Linked DNA regions of Mus musculus: region 1 is linked to region 2. The links are chromatin contacts, called in public promoter capture Hi-C maps. All regions are on one chromosome and are shown on one strand. Each heading gives the region's core, a stretch centred on a gene start, on an enhancer-like site or on the middle of the called end of the contact. The rest is flanking DNA. Distances are from core to core; before and after follow the strand shown. Region 1 holds the start of Dhdh (dihydrodiol dehydrogenase (dimeric)). Region 2 holds the start of Nosip (nitric oxide synthase interacting protein).

Region 1 (6,304 bases), core at 1,473-3,972, 430 kb after region 2:
TAGTCACTATTTTGAGGGTCGTACAGTTTGGTGGTAAAATTTGAGTCCCCCGTTAGCTTTTCTGTAGATGACTGGAGCCCTGGAATGAGTTAAAGACTCCCTTCTTCGGATGTTACCTCCCTGTATTGGGGGTGGAGTTCTGAGAAAGTAGCCTTTCATTATCTCCTGATATCTCCTGTTCTCCGGGAGAAGGAAGCTTTTTGTGTGCCTGTGTCTAGCTCTTCCTGGGAGTAGACGCTGCAGAGGCTGAGCCTCTGTTCTTATCTGTGGGCTCCTTAGGTCCACAGAGCAAGCGGTAACCTGCAGTAACTATGAGTGCATCTGGAAAGCTGAGCTCCTGGATGCCACGGGACTCTCCTGAGCTGCTGCTCGGCCTCACACGCCTCCCCACCACTCCCTAGGTAAGTAAGTCTTGCACTAGCAATCCCTAAGCAAAATGGCCTCTGTCTTCTTTGGTTTTCTTGCTTTCTAAATAAGTACTTTTCCTTCAAGTGGGGAGAAATGAACTTGAGTTTGTGACTAGATGCTGGATTCACCCTGGCCAACACAGATTCTGATCCTTTTGTGTGTGTGTGTGGTGGGGGGGGTTGACTGTGGGCAAACCTGGGCAACCATGTTTAGCACCGTATGGATGTGAGAGCGGCCTCTCCAGGCTTACCTCCATAAGGAAGACGCCTTGAGAACGGGCTTTGGCAACCATCTCCCGAACTTCTGCTGCATTCACGCCCATGGGTTTCTCACAAAGGACAGCCTTGCCTGCTGCCAGGCAGAGGAGTACGGCTGGCTTGTGCTGGGGGTGCTGGGTGGCGATGTAGGCCACCTCTAGGGGAGGAGGGAGGAGAGAGGGATGGTCAGCAGCACGGCCAGCAAGAGGGCCTGGCCGCCAACGTTCAGAGGCAAGGCTGTGAATACAGTTCTAGGGTTCTCATTGAGGGGAGACTACCAAGCTTTTGTGTAGTGACAATTTGGAAATTTTGGTTTCTTTAAAAAAAAAACAGAAACATAAGAATATGTTTTCGTTTCAGTCCCAGCTGTGGGATATGGACTGTCCACAGCAGCTGACTATGATTTGCCTTGTGCCCTAGCAGAGGTGTGGTTTGGCCAGCTGCAGAGAGTTTCTGCGATTGTGTGACTTTTGGAATTCTGGCGACTTTTCAGAGGTCTATAAATGCTAGAGTCCCAGAGGTGGATTGTTGGTCAGGGCTTGTGAAGGAGTTATGTACAAAGAAGAAACAAGGAGAAATTAGATATTCTGACAGGGAAGATCAAACTTGCCCATAATCAGCAGTCTCCGATTAACATCCCCCCAAACTCCCTTTCTGACCCCTGGCTTTACTCAGGGGTCTCCTTTCTTCCCTCTCTTTTCTTCTTATGTAGTGTTAGGGGGTTGAAAGGGTGGAAGAACCCACAAAGTAGCAAAAGACAGTTACACTTTTGGGAGGCTGAGGCAGGAGGACAGCCAATTGGAGGCTATGTGTGAGGTCTATCTCAAAAGCCCAAGTGGCCAAGCATGCTTGCCTACACCTTTAATCCCAGTGCTTACAAACTGGAAGCCAAGGCAGGTGGATCTCTGAGAATCTGAAGCCAGCCTGGTCTACATAATAAAGTTTCAGGCCAGCCAGGGCTATACAGTGAGTGAGACCGTCTCTCAAAATAAAATAAAAGTGTGGGATTCAGCTCGGCGGAGCTTTTGCCTAATGTGTGAGAGGCCTTGGGTTCCATATCCAGTATCGCAAAATAAACAAGTAAATAAATTCTTACCAGATTTTCTAGCCTTGGGAGAAACTTAAAACTTAGCCTTGGCTAAGCACAGATTAATATTGTTCAGCCAGTCTCGGGTCACGTGTAAGCCTATTAACTGTCTCCTAACCAGGCCGAGCCTGAGCCTTTCCAAAGACCACCCCTGCAGCCCAGTGCATCTGTAGGCAAGAAGCAGTGCCTAGCTCTGCCCCCACCTCCCTGGTCCAGGCCACTCACCCACGTTTGGGTCCTTGGCCAGTTCCTCATAAGAGCCATAGGCCTTGGGGATGTTGAATTTCTGTGCGAACTCCTCGGCCCGGTTCAGGTCCCTCGCAGCTACCGCTACCACCTAGCGTGGGATTCAAAGGGTTGAGATGTGGAAGACAAAGTAGACGAGCTATGGAGGAGGCTGCAGTGGGGAGCATCTAGCCTCCTCCAAGATGGCTAGGGAAGGTATTACTGGTGGGGAGGGGAAGCAGATTGGGGGGGGGGGCAGACTTAGGCTGTGCTTGGTACATGGCAAGACTGAATAGAGAGGAAAGGGGAGTCTGTAAGCAAGCCCAGGATCCTCCCCGACTGCCCCATGGCTTCGCCTCCCAGCAGCTGATACCTACCCCCTGCAAACCGCGAGCCCCTCAGACTGGGGCGCATAGGAGGTGTGAGCTGAAAACAAATCTCTTATGGCCTTGGGGACCAGAAGGGTCCCCTTCTCTTCTCAGAGTCACTGCCTTAGACCTAGGGACTCTCCTCCCTCACACTCGGGGCTCCCTCGTTCCTCGGACTAGGGACTCTTTCTTAGACCCTCGGCTCCACTCCTCCCTCGGACCCAGTGTCTTCCAAGGGACGTGCACCTGGTGCTCCGAGGAAGGCAGTGAGCTCAGCACGGTGGTAAAGTCGTTGGCAATTAAGCCAGCCGACACGATGCCCCAGCGCAGCGCCATTTTGCACGTCTTCTGCCTGCGGGGGCCGGAGGCGGGGCCAACGCCACCCCGCGCTGCAAGCCGCCCGCTTCCCTTTGACCCTCAGGACACGACCTCAGGACGTGAAACCGCAATCTCTCCACCCGTCTCCTCCTTCCCCTCCTCCCTGCGCCCGCCCTTCTCCCTCCCTCCTTCTCCTTCTCCTTCTTCTCAGTGCCTAACTCTTGCCCAAGCTGGCCTGCAATTCACAATATATATATATAGCCAAGGCTGCTTGCTGACCATAAACTCAAGGCAATCCTCCTGCCTCAGCTCCTTGAGTGCAGCAATACAGGCATACACCACCGTGCCTGTCTTTCAAGTTGCCTTTTTACTTTTTATTTTGAGATGGGGATTTGCTATTGTTATCAATTAGTCTGTGGGGCCCGGGCGTGGTGGCGCACGCCTTTGATCCCAGCACTCTGGAGGCAGAAGCCGGCGAATTTCTGAGTTCGAGGCCAGCCTGGTCTACAGAGTGAGTTCCAGGACTGCCAGGGCTACACAGAGAAACCCTATCTCGAAAAAAAAGCCAATAAAATAAAATAAAATAAAATAGTCTGTGGTCTCAAGAAAATGACCACAGGATCCAAAGTATTTCTGACAAAGCAAACGTTTTACTTCTGGAGAGGACCCAAGTTCTGTCCACTTGGCAGCTCGAAACCATCTTCCAGGATATCCAGTGCCGCCTTCTGTCCTCTGAGGGCACCAGGCATGCACATGGTGGGCATGCATGCATACAGACAAAACTCTTCAACGCATAAAATAAATTAGGAAGGAAGGAAGGAAGAAAAAGAAAATATGGAGGAGGAGGATTCCTTGGAACCAGAGTTGCAGGTGGCTGTGAGCCGTTCATTATATAGATGCTGGGAAGAACAGTAGATGCTCTTAACCTGAGCCCTCTCTCCACCCCCCAGATTATGTCTTTACAAGTCTCTTTAATGATGGAACTTGATTTATCTCACTTGCCGTCGAGAGGGGAAAGAATGTGCACCTTACTGATAATAGCTCCTCTTCACTTACAGCCCAGTTTCATTCTCTCTCGTCTGATCCACTGAACACTGACTGACTGTGCCCAGGTGTTCACAAGTCTCCTATTTAGTAAGGCATAGGAGGCTAATCAGTTATTGTGCTTAACTGATTGAACTAAGTGGCGGCGAGGCAACAGGGACTTTCAGCACTGGAGCGAGGGAAGCCAGGGCTGAGGTCACCTTCTCCTCCCATCTTCACGTAAGCCTTTGCCAGGAAAGACCGTTCCCTGTCACAGGCGCCACAGGTACACGTGCTTAAGATAGCAATCCTCCTGCCTCAGCTTCCCAAGCAGCTCGTACGGACAGGCCTGGATCACAGGCCTCAGAGCTGGTCCTGTGTCCTGTGACCCCTGGAGTTAGGGACAGAGTTGTCTTCCATGTCCTTCTGTTTCTTCTTGGCTTAGCCCTGGACCTCTCTGGGGGTCACTTTTCTGTTCTGGAGACTGAAGTCCCCACAGTTTCTACTTAGAAGAAAGTCTTAAGAGGATTAACTGAGTTCTATGGCCTATTATGTAAATATACTCAACCGGTTGGCAAAGTCTACCTTCACCAAGACTCCAATTTCCCTTGCCTGTAAGACCTTGGTAGCTGGAGGCGGTGCCCAGATTGTAAAAACCCCAAAGAGATCACCAGGAATCACAACCTGCTGTAATTGCAGGGTCTTTATTCAAGTTTGAGCTTAGGTCCCCAACCTTCTTGATGGAACAGGAAAGAGTGAAGCCTCTAAGTGAAGGGGGGTTATAAAGGAAAAAACCCCACAAGCAGGGTTTTCAAGCCGTGGCATTACAGGAGAGGATAAAGGAATGCCGCCCTCAAACCTGTAACATTTCTTCAGACGGGGGTGGGGGGTAGGGGGGTGGGGGGGGATCAGAACGGCACAGCTGGAAAGGGACCTTTCTGACCTGGGAAAAGTAACTTGTGCTGTTAGAAGCTGGTGCAGTTTTACAGCTGGCCACAGCTGTCTGGGAACACTTAATTGTCTCTTTTTCATCATCAAAGAGTGGGCTATTATCATTGCAAGGGTATTGGCTTATTTTTTTTTCAAGGGCAGGAGCCATCTGCACTGGAGAAATGTTGGTTGTTAATCAAATGAGTGTGAGTTTCAGTAACCTGGAGGCTAGGGTATGCTGCCTGTTCCCAAGGCTGGCATTTGCACTCGCGCGCGCGCACACACACACACACACACACACACACACACACACGAGGGGGGGTGTCAAGGGGAGGGAGTGCTAACTGCTCTGACTCCTCATGGGGTCAGGAGAGTGTAGGATTTGATGTGTAGGTTTCTTCAGCTGGCGGGATGACTCAGTAGTTAAGAACATGTGCTGCTCCTACAGAGAACCTGCATTTGGTTTCCAGCGTGTATCCACATTGCTCACAATCAACTGTAACTCCGGCTCCTGGGGATCTGATGCCCTCTCTGAATTCTGCGGACTCCTGCATTCTTATGGCATACACACAAAAACACACACATACTCAGAACTAAAAGTAAACCTTTTTTAAAAAAGGCTTAATGCAGGCAGGACTTGGTGGCACACACTTTTAATCATAGGATGCAATTGGCAGGTAGATTTCAGTGAGTTGAAGGCCAGCCTGGTCCACAGAGTTCCAAGGTCGCTGGAGCTGCACAGTGACAGCCTGCCTCGGAAAACAAAAAGCAAAACAAACAGAATGGGCCTTGGTGTGGGAGGAGCCGAAAAGCCCCACCCCTCCTGAGGCTCTCTAGGCAGTTGTTACTGAGAGAGAGAGTAGTATGTATATCTTTTTTCTCAGATGTAATTCTTGTTTTTTTGTTTGTTTTTGAGACAGGGTTTCTCTGTATAGCCCTGGCTCTCCTGGAACTCACTTTGTAGACCAGGTTGGCCTCGAACTCAGAAACCTGCCTGCCTCTGCCTCCCGAGTGCTGGGATTAAAGGCATGCACCACCTGTAGCTATTGTGTTGTATGGTGGGTTTTATTGTTTTGTTTTTCTCTCTAAATCACGTATGTGGTGCCATCTTGGGTAATAAGAATATATTTACTCAGAAGCCATGGCTGCTAACCAGGGGTAGCCAGGTCTAAGGTAATGAGCCTACAAGCACTTCCAGGTAGATAAAAAAGGGAAGAGCCACAAGACTGGTTCCTAAGACTCCAGCCATTACTCCTTTCTGTGAAACCACAGCTTCAGGTGATCTTGGGAGATTCAAGATAATATGGAGAGTGGGAGATAAGGGATGCACAGCTCCTGTGACATCAACGTGATGTGGTGAGACTTGGTCTGGGTGCAGCTGTTTATGCCCTTATGTAAATGAAGGCCTCCTAATTTCTTCAGAGACTGTCCCCATCCAAGATGAGGACAAAGCACCACAGGTAGCCACCATCCTGGTGTTCTCATGGCCACGGGAGGCCTCAAGACCAATGGGACTTGAGTGGGAAGCCGCATGGGCATGTGCTTTGGGGAGCAGTCTCCCACTGACAAAAAAGTCTGGATGTTGGTGCAGTCTGGAGTTGTCACAGCTATGTGGGATCATGGAGTTATGTCCCAGTAACTGACACAGAAGATAGGAGACTGGGACATTTCCTGTAATCCTGGCGCTG
Region 2 (5,895 bases), core at 2,006-4,505:
TGCTAAGATTGGTGAAAAGGAGCTATCTCCCCTAGCAACCAGTTTCACTGTGAGGACTCTAGGATAGACCTAGGGCCTGTTGCTAAGGTGCATCCACCCCTAGCAACCAAGCCTTGAGGGGGTGGGGCAGCTGGTGCCCAGAGGGGGGTCCTCCAGCTGGGCAGGAGGCCCTGGTCCTCCAGCTAGGTACGGTTGCTAGGGAGAAGGCCTCCTTAGCAACCAGGCTGGCTGTGGCTGGCATGGAGCTGTGGGGGAGGGGAAGGAAGCCAGGTAGTGTTTCTGGCTTCCTCTGTCTGGCCTGGCCAGGGCCCTGTTGCTAAGGAGCAGCCCCCCTTAGCAACAAAGCTTAAGCCAAGATGAGGGCTTTAGAATTCAGAGGAGGGGCTAGGGTGGGCAAACTGGACAGGTGAGAATGACCAGGCTTCCTGCCTTAGCTCTGTTGCTAGGTAACAGCCCCACTAGCAACCAAGATGCTTGTAAGGGGCTGGGGCTCTGGACTCTAAAGAAGGGCCGCAGGTGAGTTTGTCCCTCTGACAATAACTCTATCATCTGCTCACCCACAAGTCCCCCACCTGAGGACTCGGGGGTCCTCCTATGAATGTGAACACCATCCGTGTGCTGGGTTTCTCAGACAAGGGCCATTGTGGAAACAGAGGAGACACCTTGTCAGTCATCCCCGAACAGCATGGGATTGGAGGGAAGGTAGTCCTGTATGTGTGGAGGGGATGTTGGATTGAACTCCAGGGCTAAAGGCTGCTTCCCCAACACAGGACGAGAGGGCTGAGAAGCATCACTCACCTCCCTTGCCATTGTACGTATAGCTTTCCCAGAAGCGCTCCTAGGGTTAGAGAAGAGAAGGAAAAGATAGCAACTGAACACGAAAAGTCATGCCCCGCCCCCACCCCACCAGTCCACCCTGACATAGGAGACCCCATGGAGGTGAGGAGGGAGCTGAAGGCTGGAGCCTGTGATCCTTAACACCTAGAGAAGGCGGACAGGCCCTCGATGCCAGGGTCCTCTGAGGCCCTCACCGTCAGTGTGTTGTCCTCAAAGTACTCCCGGGCCTCCTCCCAGGAGCACCTCTCCTCCAGACACTCCCGTTCCAGGTTCCCAGGGGTCAGCAACTCCAGGTCCCAGTGGTTAGCACGAGGAAAACGCCTGCGGCCAACTAAGAAACTCTGGGCCTCTGGGGCATCCAGGAAGATGTCAAGAACTAAGGACATCAGAGTCAAAAGCAGAGTCCTTAGGATAGAGGACAAAGAAGACAAAGAACTATGGGGTCCTAGGGGTACGGACCAGGCCTGGAGAACCCTGAGCAAGAGGGGACAGAGTTTTCACCATTGGGCATGAAGGAGGAAGACTGGAGTCTGGAACTCTACTTCTGAAGCAGGGGGTGACCATGTGGATCTGAGGGGAGAAGCCGGGGCACAGACCCTAGGATCTGAGGGAGAAGCGTCCGGGTCCAGGAATCTAGGAAGTCTCCTGGCTAGGGAGAGGCAGAACTAAACCTCTGCAAGGCTCTTCTCCAAACACTCACCTTCAAACTTGAAGAGACTCAAACACTCACCTTGGTTTTGCTCTCTGTGAGGTGAGGTGTCCAGGCAGGTGGCCAATCCCATATAGACTAAGAGCAGGGAAGGACGGCCCCTCATACTGTGTGGACTCCCAGATGACAAATGCTGCAGCGGAGTTAGGAGGCCAGGACTCCCTGCCCGCACTCTGCCATCATGATAAAAGCAAGTAACCAACTCGTGTCCCATGCCAGACACCGTGGGTCTTTATCAACTCAGGACTTTATCAAGACAGGGTTTCTCTGTCTGTGTAGCCCTGGCTGTCCTGGAACTCACTCTGTAGAGCAGGCTGGCCTCAAACTCAGAACTCTGCCTGCCTCTGCCTCCCAAGCGCTGGGATTAAAGGTGTGCCACCACTGCCTGGCTCATCTTAATTTTCAAGCCAGTCCTATTACTCCTGCCATTTTTATAGGTGAAGAACGTGTTACCAGGTAGTAAAGTCATTTGCCTATTGTACCAGGTTTTCGAATGTCAGAGGAGGACTTTGGAGGTGACAATGATAAGCACACAGTTGCTGAGGCTTGCTTTCTCTACCTATCACAAACCTGACAACACACAGTAGGCATTTAAACAAGCTCATCATCAACCCTCTTCCCTTCCAGCCCAGCAGATTACATTCCAAGTCAGCCTCCCTCTACCTGTTGCCTCATCGAGCCTCAGAGATCAGAGACTACACGACAGATCAGGTCGTATATTTCTAGGTCTTGAAGGCTTGAGGAGACAGAGCCCTGGGGATCCACAGCCTAGAGCTTGGGTCCCAAGTTTCTAGATCCCAATAACGTGGGGAATCAGGACACCAGATCCTCTGCCCAGGAGTTTCTCGGGGAGCATGCACCCACTTACCTGGCCAGGGCTGGGAGCTCTGCCTCTCTTCTTTAACGAAGGCCCTCTGGGTCAGAGTAGCCAGCTGTGCAAAGGGGTAGGCAAGAGGGGAGGGGAGGAGAGGAGGGGAGCTCCTCCTGGGTTACTAGGCCCGAGCCGGCTACTGGCGAGGGGGCGGGGCTACTGATTACCTTCTTTGGGAGGGACTCAGGTAAGGGACAAAGTACTTAAAGGGACCATAGGATCAAGGTCTTCAGTGCCACGGCCCCACACAGAAGAAACAAGGCTTTCCGACACCATGGAGGGATCTAGGGGGCTTTATTAGAGTCTCCTCTTCCCTACTTGTCCAGCCCGAGTCTCTCTCTACAGACGACTTGGCAGAGCCAGGAAAATAAATCTTAGGTCTCAAGAGATCTACACACTGGTGGGAAGGGAATTCTTTGGTTCCTAGAATAACTGGGCGGTACCACAATAAATCTGTTTCCTGAGGATAACTTGAACAGTTTAGTCTCGAGATCTTTGAAAATTGTTTTTTCTATAATAGGGGAAAGAGTTCTCACTTATCGACTCTTAAGATGCAATGGGGGAAAAAATAAGTAATATATTTGGGGAACTGGATATCAGTCTCTTCGGGTGACAGAGTTAAGTCTCCAAACTCAAACTTGAAGAGACTCAAAGCAACTGCCCCGCTCTGGGTAATGCCTAGAACAGGCTAGGGTGTCTCCCAGAGTCAAACCACTTTCGCTCACCGGAACCTTCGAGTAGTCACTCACGTTTCCGGGGGGATGGAAGAGAAGAAGAAAGCACTTACCAAGCCAGGCGAAGCGCCTCCGCGACTAGGGGCAGAATTATTTCCGGTCTCCTCCTGTCGGGCGGAAGTAGGAGGAGTAGAGTTTAAAAACAGTACTCTTTTTCCGGTTCGGGACGTAGTTGAAGCAACGACAAGCCGGATAACCGCTCTTGAGGTAAGCTGCAGGCGGTGAGGGGTCGCGTCGCCAAGTTTCCTTCTTGTGGGAGAAATTTGCAGTTCTGAGGGAGGTAGGATAAGGTTTCGCACTCCGAATCCCTGTCAATCATTAACAGCGCTCTTGAACGCCTAGGTTGGAAGACGAACTACATTTCCCAGGATGCCTTGTACTGTCTCCCTCATCCTGGCTGGTTGTAGAAAATGTAGTTCCGCAGTAGAGGAGTGATGCGGACCAAGTGAGGGGGAACTTGGGGTTCCCTGTGTTAGTGAGAGTTGAGGTCGGATTTCTAGACAATGGTGAGGAGGGGAATGAGCAGTAGTGGTTTGGACCCTTGAAGGTTCCTTGAAGCAATTAAAATATTTTATTCTGCTTGAGACCGAGTCTCAGTATGTAGCCCTTGCTGTTATAGAACTCGCTATGTAGTTAGCCTCAAACTCACAAAGATCCGCCAACCTCTGCCGCCCAAGTGTTGAGATTAAAAGTGTGCACCACCACACCTAGCACTTATTACCCCCCCCCCCCCGCCCCATTGTTCGTTTTTGTTTTTTGGCTTTTCGAGACAGGGTTTCTCTGTGTAGCTCTGGCTGTCCTGGAACTAGCTCTGTAGACCAGGCTGGCCTCCAACTCAGAAATCCGCCTGCCTCTGACTCCCAAGTGCTGGGATTAAAGGCGTGCGCCACCACCCCAACGATTATTGTATTTTTTTGAGGCAAGGTGACATGTAGTCCAGGCTGCATCGAATTTCACTAAATATCTCTAAGGAGATTAAGATTTATTAGCTGGGCAGTGGCAAAAAAAAAAAGATTTATTTAAAGTAACGAGGGGGGGGATGGGTGGGATTAGGGTGCATGATGTAAAATTCACAAAGAACGTAGGACATTTGAAAGCCCCCAGAAGGAGATTTATTTAAAGGGGTATGGTAGACACATCTTTGATCCCAGAACTGGGCGCAGAGGTAGATGGATTTTCCTGAGTTTGAGACCAGCCAGGGCTACATAGTGAGACACTATCCTGAAAAGAAAAGGAAAGGAAAAGAAAAGAAATGCTTTCCTTTTATTTTATGTAAACGAGGGTTTTGCCTGTTTTTATGATTGTGCACTCCATGTGAATGCACTGTCTACAGAGCCCAGAAGGCCATTAGGTCCCCTAGAACTGGAGTTGTGAACTGCCATGTGTGTGTTAGGTATCAAACCCAGGTCCTTTGGAAGAACAGCCAGTGCTTTTAGCCACTGCCTCATCTCTCCAGCTTCTTAATTTGTTTTTTGTTTTTTTTGTTTGTTTTTTGTTTTGTTTTGTTTTGTTTTGTTTCTTGAGATGCACAACCTGGTACTGAAATTAAAGGCATGCAGTCCCCACTCCTGGCTCATGTTCTTATTTTCAATGAGGTTTATTGGGATATAATTTCACATACTGTATACTTTACCCACTTAGAGCAAACAATTCAGTGGTTTGTAGTATACGCCCAGAATTGTACTGACATCACCACTAACAATTTTAGAGCATGTTCTCTGGGTGTGGTACCACACCTGCACTCCCCTCAGTCCTGAGGAATTGAATGCCTTCTGGCCTCCAAGGGCAGCAGGCAGTAAGCTGCTTCAGAGATGTAATTACTCAGTAGGTAGAGGCTGAACAATCAACAGTTCAAGGTCATCCTCAGATGCATAGAGAATCCGAGGCCTGGACTACATGAACTACCCTCTCAAACTGGACATGGTTAACACCCCCTAAGAAAGATCTTGTCCCACATTCTTTGCCACTTAGTCTTTCTCACCCCCAGTTCTTGGCAGTCTCTAAACTCGTATGCATTTGCCTAATCGGCTGGGCTTTTGTGACTGGCTTCTCTCCCGCACTGTGTTGTTTCTAGGTCTGTCCCTGTTATGGCCTGTTTGCAGATGAACAGTCTGTTGTATGAGATATGCTGTGCCTTATTTCTCCATCAGTTGGTGGACCTTTAGGATTGTCTCTATTGGCTATACGAGGTGCTGCTGTGAGCATTTGTACACAAGGCTTATATGGACGTTCCAGGACAGCCAGGGCTATACAGAGAAACCCTGTCTCGAAAAACAAACAAAACAAAACAAACAAACAAACTATATATATATATTTTTATGTATGAGTGCTCTGTTTACACGTACACCTGCATGCCAGAAGAGGCATCAGATGTAGATGGTCGTGAGCCATCATGTGTTTGCTAGGATTTGAACTCAGGACCTCTGGAAGAACAGTGTTCTTAACCATTGAGCCATCTCCCCAGCCAGTTGTTGTTTTTGAGCAGGGTTTCTCTGTGCAGACCTGGCTGAGCTAGATCTGGCTCTGTAGACCAAGCTAGCCTCGAACTCAGAGATCCGTCAGCTTCTTCCTCCCAGGGGCTGGGGTGAAAGCTATGTATCATGCCTGGCTGTACTGGGTTTAGACCTGGGGGCAGCAAGCACCTTCCTAACTGATCTGGGCCGCAGGCTTACACATGTGCTCTCAGCCAGGGCCTGCTTTGTTTGTTTATATATTAATAGTAAGTTACTACTAATGCTGCTTTG

What was found. Capture Hi-C pulls out chosen DNA fragments and counts their contacts.
Region 1: a contact with region 2 is called in a promoter capture Hi-C map of liver. The contact joins the promoter of Dhdh here to the promoter of Nosip in region 2. A contact is called at or near these places in 4 of 39 promoter capture datasets (cranial neural crest, hippocampal neurons, liver and 1 more) and 2 of 9 other capture datasets (liver and pancreatic islet).

Annotation. Positions count from the first base shown.
Region 1 is chr7:45,486,083-45,492,386 of GRCm38.p6, forward strand. It overlaps Dhdh (dihydrodiol dehydrogenase (dimeric)), which reads right to left and starts at 2,723. Exons shown (of 7, transcript NM_027903.4): 1 at 2,592-2,723; 2 at 1,978-2,089; 3 at 659-822. The coding sequence starts at 2,681. It also overlaps a transcript of Tulp2 not described here.
Region 2 is chr7:45,059,174-45,065,068 of GRCm38.p6, forward strand. Nosip (nitric oxide synthase interacting protein) reads left to right here and starts at 3,256. Exons shown (of 9, transcript NM_025533.3): 1 at 3,256-3,358. It overlaps Prrg2 (proline-rich Gla (G-carboxyglutamic acid) polypeptide 2), which reads right to left and starts at 2,479. Exons shown (of 7, transcript NM_022999.1): 1 at 2,415-2,479; 2 at 1,568-1,719; 3 at 1,032-1,213; 4 at 799-838. The coding sequence starts at 1,652.